2 separate regions of the Mus musculus genome follow, and region 1 is linked to region 2. Evidence: chromatin contacts called from public Hi-C data. All regions are on one chromosome and are shown on one strand. Each heading gives the region's core, a stretch centred on a gene start, on an enhancer-like site or on the middle of the called end of the contact. The rest is flanking DNA. Distances are from core to core; before and after follow the strand shown.

Region 1 (2,770 bases), core at 19-2,518, 380 kb before region 2:
CTCACTTCTCCATGAGGTAGTGGAGATCTTTGGAGTAGAGCTCAGCATCTCCTTTCACACACAGGGCAGACAACAGATAGGGACTTAGACTCTGCAGTCAAGCACACTTAGATTTGAACACATGTCCTCCTTTTGAAAATGTGTGTGATCTGAGGCAAACAAGTGTCCTATTTCTTTATCTGCAAAACTGAAACAGGATAACGGTCTCACAGAAATGCATACAAAATTCTTAGACATAGGAAGCTCTGAGAATGCCTCCAATGCCTGTTATTCTTACTGACTTTATCTACACTGTGGTGGCTATCATTATCGTCTCCAACACCACGGTCTTCTTTAATCATTTTTGAAGAGTAAAACAGGAAGTTCATGGGTTTGAAGATTTTAATATCTTACTAAATTGTCACTTCGTCACTTTTTATATGTTTAGAAGTATATCTTGATCCATTTCCTTAAAGGAATTTGCTTTAAAAAATTTTATCAAGAGACTTATTTGATAGAGATTTTTTTTAATCAAGAGAGGATGTGAATTTGCATGAAGGAAGTACTAACAGGAATGTCTGTGCATCCCTACCTCAACACCTGGGCCAGCTGGGCCAGCTGGACCCAGGTAATGGCCTAAAGCAAACTAGTTAGGGAATCCCCTAACTAGGGATTGCCACCTGTGGCTTTTGGCAATATACTGATTAGTTTCTGCTTGCTATAGGGCAACTATGCAGTGTTAAGCACTGTGCCTTCCTTATTCCTAAGAATATAGATACCATTTTCATAATACTCTCTAAGCCCTAGGTTACTCTATCTAGACCATAGATGCCTCTAGAATAGGCTTTGCTGATCTGTGTGTTTTTAGGTCCAAGTGCATTGCCTTGCCTGGTGTCTAGAAGAAAGAATTACCGGAATGATGATCTGACAACTCTTACCTTATCTTTTCTCAGTCTCATTTTTCTGTTCCTCTTTTATCACAGAAGAGTCAAATACACTGGAATAGAGTCACCAATGTAAATAAACTCTCCTAAAATGTGCATGCAAACACACACACACACACACACACACACACACACACACACACACACATTCAACCAGCAAAGATAATCTGTTCAAGAGGTAGTGGGATAATATGATTGTTATTATGTTTACAATCTCTCCTCAAAGGAGCATGTAATAGCAATAAGAGCAATAAGATTCAGATGGACTTTAGGTCCTCAGCCCTAATATGGTCTTTCTAGTCAAGGGCTTGCAACTCTTTCTCGGTGTTCTTGATCTGGGGAAGCCCCAGGCAGGTGATTTACCACAGAGAACTACCCTGTTTCCACAAGAAGGATTGCTTGCATTCTTCTCTCAAGCCTTTCTTGGTGAAAAGTGCAAACACACCTCTTCCTTGTCATTCACAGATCTCAGGGGTCTTCCCCTTTCTCTTTCTCCTAACCCAGCTTTAGAATGTGAGTTCATTTTGGGCATTAGTGAGATGCATATTAATTCTAAAATAAAAAGCATAGTCTATATCTAATTGTAAATAGATGAGTCCTCCATGTTGCTGTATTGTCTTTTGTCTCCTAGATTAGTTTTATTTTTCCCAAACGAGAAATTAAAAAGTGTTTGCTTTGAGGCTAGTGGATGGTACATATTAGGTCTAGGAACAGAAACATGTTACATATTGAGATCATGTGAGTGTGCATGTGCACTTGGGAAATAGATAAAATCTTTGTACCGGGCATCATGCAGCACATTATATAATACTATGTCTGTCTGTCTATCTGACTGTCCATCTGTCTATCTGTCTGTCTGTCTGTCTCTCTCTCTCTCTCTCTCTCTCTCTCTCTCTCTCTCTGTGTGTGTGTGTGTGCATGCACACATTCATCTTACTCATCTTTGTGTTTCTCTCTGTGCTGATCACTATCTCATGAATCTTTTTGGCAAAGGAAGGTAAGTTTAATGATGGAGACATGTTGTGCATGCCTTGACAAAGGTTTCTTTATTTTTCTTTATTTTTTATTGGTTATTTTATTTATTTACATTTCAAATGTTAACTCCCTTCCCAGTTTTCCCTTTACAAGCCCTTCCCTCCTGCTTCTATGAGGGTGTTCCCCCACCTATCCACCCACTCCCTAGCATTCCCCTATACTGGGGCATCGAGCCTTCACAGGACCAAGGGCCTCTCCTTTCCCATTGATGCCCAACAAGGCCATTATTTGCTATGTATGCAGCTGGAGCCATGGGTCCCTCCATGGGTACTCTTTGGTTGAAAGTTTCTTTTTAAAATTGAATATCATTCATTTGTCTTGTGACAGATTGACGCATGGAAATGATGCACCTTGGGCATATGCATCTTAACTGTTCTCTCCTACTTACCCCAGATATGCCCAACTATTCCTTCCCAACTCCCCAAGGTATCCATTCCCAGTACTCTCTTCTCCCCACTTCACACTGTCTCCTTAACCCCCTGATCTCAGTGGGTTCTGGCTGTTAGAATGTAGACCCATTGTGTTGGCTTGATCATTTGCAGTGAGTTCATGAGTACAATGTCCACATCATGTCCTAAAGACAGCATTTTACAACACTATTTCCTATCCTTTAACTTTATATATTCTCTCTGTCCCTCTCCTACGATCTTACTTGAGCCTTGAGAATGGCAGTACAGATGTCCCTCTTCTTGTTTAGCATCCAGTAGAAATTTATCTTCAGCAATTTGACCAGTTGCAAGTCTCTACTTTGACCACTGCTCTCCACATAGAGAAGCAATCTCTGGACAAGGATAAAGGCAACCATAGGTTAT
Region 2 (2,937 bases), core at 325-2,824:
CTCTCTCCCTCTCTCTCTCTCTCTCTCTCTCTCTCTCTCTCTCTCTCTCTCTCTCTTTTACCTCATCAATTAACATTTGTGAAAATCTCCCTGTAGGATAAATTGGTCTGTTCCGTCAATCTATGACTTTAGTTTGCATCCTTTACATGTGGCTAGGAAACAATGTGGGATCTTAAATCTCCGGCTTTAGATTCAGGCAGGGCTCACTGATGAACTTTAGTGAGTATCATCTTCATGAGCATTATTTCCCTCGACATGGAAATGGAAACAACCATTACTATATTCTCTTGATGATAGTTTTCAAGTTTTTGTCGTTTGTTGTTATGCTTTGAGCTGGGTCTCATGTACCCCACATTGGCCTATAACTACATTACATTCTTAAAGGTAACCTTGCACTGCAGTTCTTTCTGCTTCTACTAGTCACTATCATGACTAATGCATGTAGGGCTGGAGACTGAACCCAGGGCTTCATGCATGCCTGGCAAGCATTCTACCAACTGAGCTACATCCTTAGCCTCTACTCCATTCTTGTTAAATGAAATAATGCAGATTAATAGTTAACTGACTCATCAATATCCCAGAATTCTATATATTAATAGCAAGAATGAGCAGCACGTTATAGTAAGATGAGAACATTTTGAATGGGTTGCCTCCCATCATAGTGAGGAAAACATCTGAGAAATGCCTGAAATGTGTTTTACATCAAAAACATTTACTTGTGAGTAGAAGGGTAGTCTGTTGACATGTGTGATTCATTTGGGCCAACATACTGACATAGATGGGTTTCACTCTTGAATCTGCTTGTTCTTGTAATTTTCTTCTTACTCATTAAAAAAAAAAAAAAAGGTTCTGACATGGGCCCAACATTTCCGCTAAATCATTCAAAGCCATGACATTTTAAGAAACCATTTGCACTTTCATCTCCCCTTAGTTCCACATCTAATTCTGGAGCTGACAGCCTGCCGTAGTGAATTCTCAAGCATACTTCCTGCAGTGAATTTTTATCATATGAGGGAAAGATCACTCTCCCTAGCCAAACGAGGGACAGTGAAGACACCTGGAGGTCCTGTTGTACGATTGATTTTAACAAGGACCTCGAGAAGATCAGGGGTAAAAGAGTATATATATATTTATATATATATATATTCTATAATATAAAAAGTCTCATCATGACCAACTTCAAATTGTCAAGGTGATATCACTGAACACCATAATGTTCAAACAGTACAAATACTGTTTTTCCATCACACATATGCAGTGCATAGAAATGACCTCAACATTATGGCTTAAAGAAAAGAAAAATGACAAGGAAAAATTTTCAACCTTCACTACCTCTGTCTTCAATGTAATTTACTTTCCGTTTTCTACAGTTTAATTTTAATACTGTCAGGATTTAACAAGCAGGCTGCAAAATTCCTCTAAAAAAAAAAAATCAACAACCAGCCCAGGTGTGCATCAGGACCCCCTGTGTAAAATACAAGGAGTACCACAAGCCATTCAAGCCTGCTGCAGACTAGGGTGTGGCTTGGGGGCCACCTGGTCTGCTTTCACAAGGCTGCTTCCTCATATGCAAAGTGAGTGAGAATCTCTGCTCATCAGAAGACAGCCTGGGGACCTTGTGCATACACAGGCAGAGCCCAGGGACTTTGTGCACAGCAGGCCCCCCAAAATGGAAGCCATTGCTCTCCACACATGTACATCCCAGAATTTTAGAATAAGTGGAGATTTCAAGCACTGTTTTAAGAGATGTAGGTGAGGGTGATGAAGAGTTTAGATGTTGCTCCCAAAGGGCAGCATACTCAACTCAAGGGGGACACACCTGATTTTAGATGCTCTGTGATTACCTATTTTTAGTTGTAAGAGTTTTATATTTGCTTTCGAGAGTTTTACTCTATATACGTATAACATGAAATCTTCTTAACTTCCTATTCCAAATGTGTCATGATTTATACATACACAACTTTTCTAATCAAATATACTTATTAAAAAGGAAAAATCATTTCATTTCAGTAAATAATAAAACAGACAGTGAACTGTTACTGTGAAAAAGGACATGGGTGTTCCATAAATGACAAAAGTTTATAGAACAGTGAGTAGACGTCTACATTGTACATGGTGCCATACAGCACAGAGAGTGGAGATGGGAAGCGGAAATGAGAGTCCATACAGATTTCTGCAATCACTGCTTAGGTCTGAGGAATCACTGAGTAAGCAGGAGAGAAGGGAGAGGGCGGTGGAATGTTGGTCATGTAGCACAGAGAAATTATTCAGGTCTCAATATAGAGCCTATCACCTGGAGGAATTTCATTTGAATTAAATCAACTCTGTCCATAAAAGGTCAAGAACTATGTCTATAAGATAAAGGACAGGATCTTCCTAGTGAACGATGTTCCATTAGTTAAGACAGGCCAGATTCTGATGCCACAGAGTACCCTCTTTCTGTTATATCCTCCTCTTTCATGTTAACTCTATCTCTATGAATGGTATAAAGTATTGGGTTGCATTTCTACGCATGCATATGATATATTTTGATTATATTCACCCTTCTGAGGCTATTTCTTACTACCCTTGCTCCTTCCTCTTTGCTTTCTTCACACCCCTAAAGATCTCTCTCTTACTTTAATGTCCTTTGCCTCTTTTTCAAGCCCAGCTAATTACCACACATGAAAGAAAATATGTGATATTTGTCAATGAGACCAGCCTACTATTCTTACCATGGTGTTCTCCAGTTCAGTCCATTTTCTTTGTCACTTTTAACTGGCATAATTTCATTCATATTTATGAAACCATAAAATGCATAGAGTGTATATACCTCATATGATACTTCAGAGGTAGCTGGTCCCTTAGAAAATAAGTAGTATCTCCAAAGGACAATGCAGAACTCATAGGAAAAAAAAAAGAAACATAAATAAAGTAAAAAATTTTCTCTCTCTCTCT

What was found. Hi-C and Micro-C count contacts between places; a contact is called where the count stands out from the background.
Region 1: a contact with region 2 is called in a Hi-C map of the CH12 cell line, with 1.9 times the contacts expected there. The contact joins two enhancer-like sites. A contact is called at or near these places in 2 of 39 promoter capture datasets (embryonic stem cells and liver), 1 of 15 datasets of contacts at CTCF or cohesin (pro-B cells), 8 of 484 Hi-C or Micro-C datasets (the CH12 cell line and embryonic stem cells) and 1 of 115 datasets of contacts at active chromatin or transcription factors (CD8 T cells).

What each region holds. Positions count from the first base shown.
Region 1 is chr15:62,806,124-62,808,893 of GRCm38.p6, reverse strand. No RefSeq gene overlaps it. Among named protein-coding and RNA genes, the nearest start is that of Gm22521, 14 kb to the right of the region's middle. Within about 2 kb of position 1,268, at least 20 of the 459 cell types and tissues checked have an H3K27ac peak or open chromatin away from gene starts, as enhancers often do. A contact at or near this core is called in the CH12 cell line, where this site is marked.
Region 2 is chr15:62,429,963-62,432,899 of GRCm38.p6, reverse strand. No RefSeq gene overlaps it. Among named protein-coding and RNA genes, the nearest start is that of Gm41333, 240 kb to the left of the region's middle. Within about 2 kb of position 1,574, at least 11 of the 459 cell types and tissues checked have an H3K27ac peak or open chromatin away from gene starts, as enhancers often do. A contact at or near this core is called in the CH12 cell line, where this site is marked.